3 separate regions of the Zea mays genome follow, and all the other regions are linked to region 3. A link is a contact called in public Hi-C data. All regions are on one chromosome and are shown on one strand. Each heading gives the region's core, a stretch centred on a gene start, on an enhancer-like site or on the middle of the called end of the contact. The rest is flanking DNA. Distances are from core to core; before and after follow the strand shown.

Region 1 (3,432 bases), core at 394-2,893, 140 kb after region 3:
TTTCCAACATAATCTCAATTTCCAAGAGCTAGGTTACAAGCCAAACACATCAAAAACATTTTAAAACTCTAGAGTAGAGCTGCTCTTGGTGAAGCGAAGCTAGAATTGGTGAAGTGGAGCTATCCCAAAGACCCCTTTAAGAATGCAATCAACTATACATGTGTAAAAATTAGGGTTGAACCAATCTAACTTTTTGTACTTTCCTTTAAATCAGGGTCCTTCTTTGGTACCAGTCCCCAACAAACAAACTAGTTAGTGTCTTATATGTCATCTAACAAAAAAATAACAGGCCTGCCCCCTCCCCTGCTAATATAAGGCTATATTTAGCGGTCTCCATACCCCACCCCCTATTCCACTCCATGTTTTAAACGCCACTATGTAAACCGTGTAGTCTACAGTGTAAAACAGTGTTTTGTACGATTATGTGCATGCTCTGCTGATCTAAGGATGACAAATTTTTTGTAAGGGGCAGGTCCCCGCGGAGACCCGACCCAAAGGGGCGGTGGTGAGTCTAAAATTTCATCCGCGGGAATAGCAGGGTGGAGACCCAAAACTCAAGGGACAGGGGCGAAAATTTTCCGTGGAGGTCTAATGGGGACCCGAATTAGGAGTCATGCCATCCCTGTGACCCCATATAAAGATGCAAATTCCTCACTCGCTAACCCTTATTTCCTTCACTCAGTTATCACTCGCTCACGTGGCAATCCTGGTTTATATGTGTATATTGTAATATTTGTATTCAATAATTGATCGTGCACGGGTTCTCGTGGGTATCGGGCTCCCAACAGGGATAGGGATGAAATCCTCTCTATTACGGGATTGTTGAGTTGGGAGTGGAGTGAAGGAAATTGAATTCCACTCAATTCTTTTCGATTTTGTGCAACCGAACAAAGGCTAAGTGCTTCGGAGCTGAGATGGGAAATAAGTTTCGAGGATGAGAGCCGGGATGGGGACAGAGACGGAGACGACGAGCACTTCCCCAGCCCCAACGCACCCCGTCGCCATCTCTAGGCTAATAGTTATCCCGTACATGAGAATTGAGATCCAACAAGACCAGCGATGCATGTACCTGTAGTTTAGGTCAACTTGCGTTGCCGAAAGCATAAAAAGGGGCATTTTCAGGCGACATTCAAGTCGTGGTCCAATTGAAAAACCCACAGAAGATGAAATTTCCAGGTGGGAGTCCCAACTAACCTTCGTCAAGGTCCATGACTCCATGCGTCCACATTGTTGCTTTGGAGTCACGACATTATATCGTCCAGAACTCCAGATGCACTATTGACAGATGTGACGAATTTCTAGTGTGCCACTTGTTGTCAGAGTACAATTAGATTTCCGATCAATCACGACACCGTGAGCGATCACGCCGTTGTATATTAATTGGAAGATGAATCAAGGCAGGTCGAGGAGGAAGGCAATGAAACGCAACCGCCGTGTATTCATACCTGCAGTCCTTGCAGTCTTGCGCACGCCGTTGAATATTGCATGATGAGTCATGGCAGGTCGCTCTCATGGCGACCCTTTCTTGCGGTTCTCGATTTCTTCCAGCCTCAGTGTGTAATAAATAAAATTAGATTTCCTGGCTATCACAAGAGTAGGTTTCCTGGCTTGACTTGGCGCTAGATCAATGGAGCATTTCATTTGTTAGTGTCCCTGTGAGTGACGTGGAAACTGTGCATCGCCATGTCTGCTAGTAGTAAGCGTTTTCTGCCGGTAGTGGTGGTTGCGGCAATGGTTGCCGCCGCCAGTGGCGCCGTGGAGTTCGCCTACAACGGCTTCGGCGGCGCGGGCTTGTCGCTCGACGGTACGGCCACCGTCACGCCGGCCGGTCTGCTCCAGCTCACCAACGACACCAACATGTCCAAGGGCCACGCGTTCCACCCGGATCCAGTCAAGTTCCACCGGCCGATGCTGTCGTCCTTCTCCACGACGTTCGTGTTCGCCATCGTGTCGGAGTTCCTCGACCTGAGCACCAGCGGGTTCGCGTTCCTGGTGGCGCCGACCACGGACCTGTCCACGGCGATGCCGCAGCAGTACCTGGGCATGTTCAACGGCACCGACAACGGCGACGCCCGCAACCACGTCTTCGCCGTCGAGTTGGACACCGTGCGGAACCCGGAGTTCGCCGACATCAACAACAACCACGTCGGCGTCGACGTCAACAGCCTCAACTCCACCGTGGCCGCCCCGGCGGGGTACTTTGACGACGGCGGCGGCGGCGCGTTCCATAACCTGAGCCTCATAAGCAGGGAACCCATGCAGGTCTGGGTGGACTACGACGCTGCCACGACGGAGGTCACCGTGGCCATGGCCCCGGCGCGCCAGCCCAGGCCCCGGAGACCGCTCATCTCGACCAGGAACATCAACCTCTCCACGGTCATCACGGACACAGCGTACGTCGGCTTCTCGTCCGCGTCCAGCATCGTGCTGGTGAAGCACTACGTGCTCGGATGGAGCTTCGCGCTCGACGGCGCCGCTCCGGCTCTCGACTACGACAAGCTGCCGAAGCTGCCTCGCATCGGCCCAAAGCCCCGGTCCAAGGCGCTGACTGTCGCGCTGCCGATAGCCACCACGGTATCCGTCCTCGCGGCGGTCGCCCTCGGGTTCGTGCTCCTCCGACGGCGGCGCAGGTACGCCGAGCTGCGCGAAGATTGGGAGGTGGAGTTCGGGCCACACCGGTTCGCGTACAAGGACCTGTACGACGGCACCGGCGGCTTCAGGGACAAGAGGCTGCTCGGAGCAGGCGGGTTTGGCAGGGTGTACAAAGGCGTGCTCCCGGGTTCCGGGACCTATGTCGCCGTGAAGAAGGTGTCGCACGAATCAAGGCAAGGGATGAAGGAGTTCGTCGCCGAGGTCGCCAGCATTGGCCGTCTCCGGCACCGCAACCTCGTGCCGCTGCTCGGCTACTGCCGGCGCGAAGGGGAGCTCTTGCTGGTGTACGACTACATGCTAAACGGCAGCCTGGACAAGCACCTCCACTGCCATGGCGACAAGCCCGTCCTGGCTTGGGCTCAGAGGGTGCACATCGTCAGAGGTGTCGCGGCCGGGCTACTCTACATGCACGAGGACTGGGAGAAGGTGGTTATACACCGAGACATCAAAGCAAGCAACGTGCTCGTCGACGGCGAGATGAACGGGCGGCTGGGTGACTTTGGCCTCGCGAGACTGTACGACCACGGCACAGACCCGCAGACCACGCATGTGGTCGGCACCATGGGGTACCTGGCCCCGGAGCTGGTGCGCACTGGCAAGGCAACCACTCTCTCCGACGTGTTCGCCTTCGGTTCGTTCTTGCTGGAGGTTGCCTGCGGGCGGAGGCCCATCGAGGAAGAGGAAGATGACTCCGCCGCCACCGTTGGGGTTGGAATTGGAGACCGATTCGTGCTCGTGGACTGGGTGCTCGGGCACTGGCGCAAGGGCTCCATAGCCGGC
Region 2 (3,252 bases), core at 71-2,570, 140 kb before region 3:
ATCAATCCCGTTAATCACATCTTAGAAGTTAGAACAGAATATACAGATCAACAACTACCAATAGAAAGGGAAAAATGATGCGTGAATAATAAAAACACAAAACCTTACAATAAAATATATGTACTACGTAATTTCAATTGGCTAAACTAAACACAAAGGTGTTGTAGTCGTTGTCATTCATCTTGATTACTGTACACTATCCAAGACTGAGGAGCTGTTTTAATGCACAAGAGCTAATAGTTAGCTGCTAAAATTAGCTGTATACATCCAAACAATCTAGCTAATAGTTGAACTATTAGCTAACAGTTGTCCCAGCCAGGGCCACATAGACACCTAAAACGTGATATGTGTAAACGATTTAAGTTGTCTGGATGTGCACAACTCTATATCCTATACATTCAGATAATTATGTAATCAAATCCAGCACAACGGAACAATTATATAGGGCCAAGAACCGTTTTATACACTCAAAACATCTAGGAATAACAAAAAGAAAAAGAAGATCTCACTGATTTCATTAAAGTCCTATCTACATGATCCAAAAGTTGCATAACTAAATATAATAATATTGGCCCAAATACTATATAATTCAAAGTACATGGGCAACAGGAAGACAAAGGAACTGGCAAACCAACAGAGAGGGCAAATCAACAAAGAGGCGCCGGGTTGTGGATGAGGGAGGAGAGCTCGACCCACAAGGACTTTGACCTGAGACACTAAGGTAGCGTTTGGTTGAAGAGCCAAGTAGAACGGAACCGTTCTGTCCCAGTTTTGTTGTTGTTTGGTTACAAAGTAACTAGAACGGAATGACTCCAATTAGGGAATATTCTCCTCAGATCCGGAACCATTCTGCTCCAAAAAATCAATGGGACGGAGCCGCTCCGTTCCAATCCCGCTCTCACAGTCACGCTCCGTTCCGCTCACTCTGCAACCAAACAAAAAACAGAACCGCTCCGTTCCAGATTACCAAACACAAAACAGAGCGGCTCCGTTCCTAGAATCAGGAATGGAACGACTCCGTTCTACTTGACTCCTCAACCAAACACTACCTAAAACTGGTAGGGGCAGTTCAGTCATTTAGGGCTAGAAAAAATAAGAAGATAAAAGAAAAGAGAGTAAAAATACAATTAATTCTATTTTAGAGAAGATATTAGTTTATAAGTATAGAAATTAGATTTGAGGAGATTAGAAGAGAGTAGCCAATTTAAATGAGTGTTAAAATAGCAAAAAAAAAAAAAAATTATCGCCCCATGCGCCCGGCCAATTTTCTAGTATATGGATAGGGTTTAGACTTCACAGTTCTCCTGCCTACCCCGTCCCTCCCCAAGCGCGCCGTCTAGGGTTTCACAGCCGTGCCCCGATCCATTCGAGCGCCCCGCACCGCCGCCATGGAGTTTGACGAATACGAGTACTTGGAGAAGGCGGTAGAGCCCGCTCCCCCACAGGCCAATGGTTCCGGCTCCGGCTCCGGCGAGAAGGACCGCGGCTCGCGCCGCCGCGAGGGCGGCGAGGACCGCATATCGAAGCGCTCTCGCTCGGGGGAGGACCGCGACCGGGACAGGCACCGCAGCGGCCGGGAGCACCGTGACCGGGACAAGGATGACGTGAAGGAGGAGAGGAGCCGCGAAAGCCGCGGGAAGGACAGGGACAGGGAAGGGAGAGAACGGGAGAAGGAGAGGGGTGACAGGCACCGGCTGAGAGAGAGGGAAGTGGAACGGGAGCGGAGGAGCCGGAGCCGCTCGGAGCGGCGCCGTGCCGAGGAAGAGGAGATGGTTAGGGAGCTGGAGCGGGAGCGCGAGCGCAGCGAGCGACATCACTATCGCGACCGTGATGTCAGGTACGAATTCGTGAGCTGTCTTGCATAATGCTAATGTGACAGGTCTTGTGCATTTCAATTCAATGGCCTTGTTACGAGCCACGTTGGATTGTCGATTAGTAAAGGGTCTGATGTGATTCATACAGGCTAAGTTTCTCCAAACCCTTTGCAGGGTTAGTTACAAAAACCAACATTTTTTCATCCTGAGCTTGTAAGCAGCTGTACAAACTTTTAAGTCTTGAAGAGAGTAGAGCTGTTGTTTGGATTTGCTTGATTGAGTGAGCATGATTCTCTGTTGCCGTAGAAATTTTGTAGCTGTGTGTTGTAATGTGCAACTTATGTAGTAGCTTTAGGACTTTATTTTCGCACATACATGTCAAACATAGTGAGTTTGCATTAGTACCAATCACCATTGTCTGTAGGCCTGCTAACATATGACTGTAGTTTCATGTTATATTATCATCTAGGATTGATAAGTTTGAATATTGAATATTAATATGGGAACTCGCAGATATGATACGATAGAGCCGTCTTCAGATGGTATCTGCAATTGGGCCTGACTCAAGATATCAGGTCACCATTCTTTTTTATCATCTTTGTGGTGTAGTTGCAAGTTAACAACATGGATTGGGCTGGCACAGTTGGGGTGCTTGGACACATTTGGTTATCTGTGCTTACCAGGGATAATAAACGATGATATAATAATAGTCACAAGTCTATTTTTACTGCTTCATGCATTGCTTATGCTGCTTCGCTAAACATGTTTTCTTTTCTTGTTGTGAAGGCGTAGGAAAGATGACGGGGCAGAGCCAGAAGTTGATCCAGAAAGGGACCAGAGGACTGTATTTGCCTTCCAGGTTTATTTTTTAATGAAATGCTCTACTGTATTAGTTTATACATTGACGCATCAAACTAATGTTAGTAAGCATTACTGCAGCTATCTTTGAAGGCAGACGAGAGAGATGTTTATGAGTTCTTCTCAAGGGCTGGGAAGGTAAGACTCTCTCCAGCAGGTCCTTTAAAGCGTCCTCTACTCTAAATTTTAGAGAAGATTTTCCTCTTTTATGTCTCTAGCAGCGTTCTCTAAACGGTTCTCTAAATATAGAGGACGTTGTTGGATCCTCTATATATAGAGTTTCTCTCTCCTCTCTTCTATCCATTTTAATATTTAAAACAACAGATTTAACAAAACTAAAATATGTACAAACATTTCAGAGTACGATAAATACGTACGTACAACAATTAAAAGTAAAATATGTCTCTACCATAGAGATTTACGTTTAGAGAACGAGATATAAAGAACCTTGTTGAAGAAGGAGGAACTATAGAGGAGAGAATCTTTTAGAGAAGACCGTAAAAGACGAATATAGAGGATGAATTTAGAGGACGTTGTTGGTAGAGACAGTCTAAGAGCATACTGGCCATATACTACTTCC
Region 3 (3,459 bases), core at 733-3,232:
TAGACATATTATTGTTCTTTGGGCTAGAGGTCCATTGGAGAACAATATCGTACCATGATTCAACTGAATCACCGACCATTATCCATAAGAATAATTGAGCATGTGTTGTTCAGATGGAAACAGGTTATATCAGGAGCAACATTAATAAACATATTGCTCCTAAATTGTTTTATCCCCATGAACTTCAGGAAAATGGAGATATAAACATCTTGCAAACAAAGTCTTGTGATAATCTTGCTGATCTATTCACAAAATCTCTACCATACTCAACGTTTTCAGAAATGTGTTGAGGTGATTGGTATGAGAAGACTTAAGTGCTTGCAAGGATGAGGGGGAGTAATTCTCCATGATATTTGACCTATTTTGTACCATCATATTACACTCTTTTCTTTGTATGAGTTTTGCATTATTGAGGTTTTCTCATCCAAAGTTTTTAATGAGGTAATATCAACTAAGCTATATGCTTCATCATTGACTTTTCCCCACAAGGGTTTTTTATGCATGATGATTACAAGCATATTTTTCTTTTGGAGTTCAAGTAAGATTATCTCATTATCCAAAAGATATTGTATACTCCTTATTTTTCCCCCAGAGTTTTTGAGAAGATAATATATTGGAAGACAGCTTGCAGATTATCAAATGGACTTGAATTGATCAAGGGGAGTGTTATAAAATATTGTATCTGTGATCAATCCAAGGGGTACGATAGATAATTTTCAAGGGACATCCACTTGAGAACGCACCCCTTCACCTGTATATTCCCTGCAATAAAACACACAACCGTCATTTTCACTATTCCTCTCTGTTCTCTCGAATCTCGTTACCGCTGCGCTCCAACAGATTTGAGTTCGGAGCCAGCAGAGAATAAGCCATTCAATTGCTGGGCCTGCCGGACCCACTCATATTATGTGATGTCACGTGGAACCGTGCTCGCAGCATAAACACCGTACCAACGCACGCCTGCTCACGAATGGGGAATTACGAGAAACAACCCGACAATGACATGGACTCAAAGCGGCCGCAGCAGGAGCCTGTATGTGAGGCGTCAGCCCGTGACAGCCGGGAAGGCCCGTCCCGTCCGTGGGCTGCCGCGCGGGGATTCCGCCCTGCAGGGCGGCGAGCGCCAACCATCGTTTGAAAAAAAAATCCGCCGGGCCGCGCCTCCCGTACGAAGCCAGCGCAGCGCAGGTGGGGCACACGTGGGCGCCGTACCGCCGGTGGCCTCCCGCCACCACCCCCCATGCGCGCGGCCTGGGCGCCTGGCGTCCCCCGCCCCCGGTCACCACTCACAACTCGGGCTCGCCCAGACAAACCGAAACCGGCGGGCGATGACGTCATCCGGACGTGGCTTCCCGGGGCGCGGCCGTTCCGGGAAGCAAGCGAGCGGCCATGGCCATAGCCGCATGAGTGACCAAACGTGTGCGCTACGGCGTCGTTGGCACCGCACAGGCACATCCCACAGGTAGAGGCGTCATCATATTCATAGCCTTCCGTCTCTGCGCTCGGTGGCAACTGTCAGTCTCTCTTTTGTAGTTTTGTTGGTTTCTTCATTAGTGAACACCTTTTTCTTTTACAAAAAAAAAATAGTTATGGGCGTTACCGTGTCACATACAGACCAAAAAATCGGTAATGCTAGTGCTGTACTCAGTTATTACTCAAAATCCATGCCATTAAAAAGGACTTCAACTCCAAGCGGAACACTTCTACTCCCGTTGTTAAACGGCACTACCAACGAAACAACGAGGAAGAAGGCCGGGAGAGGAAATCCTTTGGCGGCGCGCGCACGCGCGGCAGACACGTCCACATCCACTGCAGCGACGAGCCAGCCGGTCCGCGGTCAGCAGCTTGGCAGCAGCCCCACTCTGGCTCCCCCCTCCGCCATCACTGCGCTTGTGCGCGCGCACCCACCCCCGCGGCCCGCTCATCACCCGCCCGGTCCCGCCGCCTATTTAACGCCGCCCCCACCGGGGCACTCGGCCCTCTCCGTCTCAGAACGCCCCAGCCTTCCACCTCGAACTCCGCGGCGCCCAGCGCCCTCGGTAACCGCCCCCCGCCCCGCCACAGAGACAGGTCGACGAGACAGACAAAGGCCGGCCGCCATGGGAGAGGACAAGAAGGCGGGCAACAAGGACGCCGCCGGCGGCGACAAGAAGAAGGACGCCGGCGCCGGGGCCGCGCCGCAGCCCATCGTGCTGAAGGTCGACTTGCACTGCGCCGGCTGCGCCAACAAGGTCCGCAAGGCCATCAAGCACGCCCCAGGTGCGTACGCGCTCTTCCCCCAGATTACCGGCGGTTACGCGTGTACTTCTCTTGCGGTGGGGCTTGTTCCTTGTTTCTCACCGTCCGTTCGGTTGCTCTGTGGCCGCACGCACGTGCAGGTGTGGAGTCGGTGACGCCGGACATGGCGGCGGGTAAGGTGGTCGTGACCGGTCCGGCGGACGCGGTGGAGCTCAAGGAGCGCATCGAGGCCAGGGCGAAGAAGCCCGTGCAGATCGTCTCCGCCGGCGCCGGCCCACCCAAGAAGGAGAAGGACAAGGAGAAGGAGAAGGATAAGAAAGCGGACGGCGGCGAGAAGAAGGCGGACAAAGAGAAGGGCGGCGGCGGCGGCGGAGAGAAGAAGGCCGACAAGGAAAAGGGCGGCGGAGAGAAGAAGGCCGACAAGGAGAAGGGCGGCGGCGAGAAGAAGGCCGACAAGGAGAAGGGTGCCGACAAGCCCAAGGAGGAGAAGAAGAAGCCCAAGGAGGTCATTTACTAGCCGATTATTCAAGTCCGGCGACCCTCGTCTCGTCACCGTCTGCCGCCTTGCTCAGCAACTGAACGACGGTCTTTTTTTTTTCTTTCAGGAGACTGTGACGCTGAAGATCCGGCTGCACTGTGACGGCTGCATCGAGCGCATCAAGCGCCGCATCTCCAAGATCAAAGGTGAGGTTTTCCTAGGCATCCGTCGCAGTTTTATTCGCATCCCACGAGAATCGTCAAAAGGCTTTGAGAGCCTTTTCCGTGGAGATCTAAAAATTGGACCTGACAATTTTGTGCGTCCATTCCATTCCATTCCAGGCGTGAAGGACGTGGCGTTCGACGCCGCCAAGGACCTGGTGAAGGTGACCGGCACCATGGACGGCGCCGCTCTGCCGGCGTACCTCAGGGAGAAGCTCAGCCGGGACGTGGAAGTGGTGGCGCCCGGCAAGAAGGACGGCGGCGGCGGCGGTGACAAGAAGGACAAGGGCGCAGGAGACGGGGGAGATAAGAAGAAGGACGGTGGCGGCGGCGGCGGCGGCGGGGCCGAGGAGAAGAAGGACAAGGCCGGGGCCGCGGCCGCCTCCGCGTCGGTGGCGCCGCCGCCCCTGGCCGACGCCGGCATGTACCAGGTGCCGCCGCACTACGGGTACGCGCCGTACCACCAGCCGGCTCCAGGCGGCTACTACGGTGCCGCCCCACCGCCCAACCACCACGCCGGCT

What was found. A called contact is a pair of places that touch in the nucleus more often than the background predicts.
Region 1: a contact with region 3 is called in a Hi-C map of bundle sheath, with 2.5 times the contacts expected there. The contact joins the promoter of LOC100383079 here to the promoter of LOC100192886 in region 3. A contact is called at or near these places in 3 of 25 Hi-C or Micro-C datasets (bundle sheath, ear and leaf).
Region 2: a contact with region 3 is called in a Hi-C map of bundle sheath, with 2.7 times the contacts expected there. The contact joins the promoter of LOC100274411 here to the promoter of LOC100192886 in region 3. A contact is called at or near these places in 6 of 25 Hi-C or Micro-C datasets (bundle sheath, ear, endosperm and 2 more).

Annotation. Positions count from the first base shown.
Region 1 is chr1:242,985,359-242,988,790 of Zm-B73-REFERENCE-NAM-5.0, reverse strand. It overlaps LOC100383079, which reads left to right and starts at 1,643. Exons shown (of 1, transcript NM_001175750.1): 1 at 1,643-3,432. The coding sequence starts at 1,684.
Region 2 is chr1:243,272,561-243,275,812 of Zm-B73-REFERENCE-NAM-5.0, reverse strand. It overlaps LOC100274411, which reads left to right and starts at 1,320. Exons shown (of 14, transcript NM_001148770.1): 1 at 1,320-1,837; 2 at 2,328-2,389; 3 at 2,601-2,673; 4 at 2,754-2,810.
Region 3 is chr1:243,128,963-243,132,421 of Zm-B73-REFERENCE-NAM-5.0, reverse strand. It overlaps LOC100192886, which reads left to right and starts at 1,982. Exons shown (of 4, transcript NM_001157523.2): 1 at 1,982-2,259; 2 at 2,379-2,743; 3 at 2,844-2,922; 4 at 3,058-3,459. The coding sequence starts at 2,100.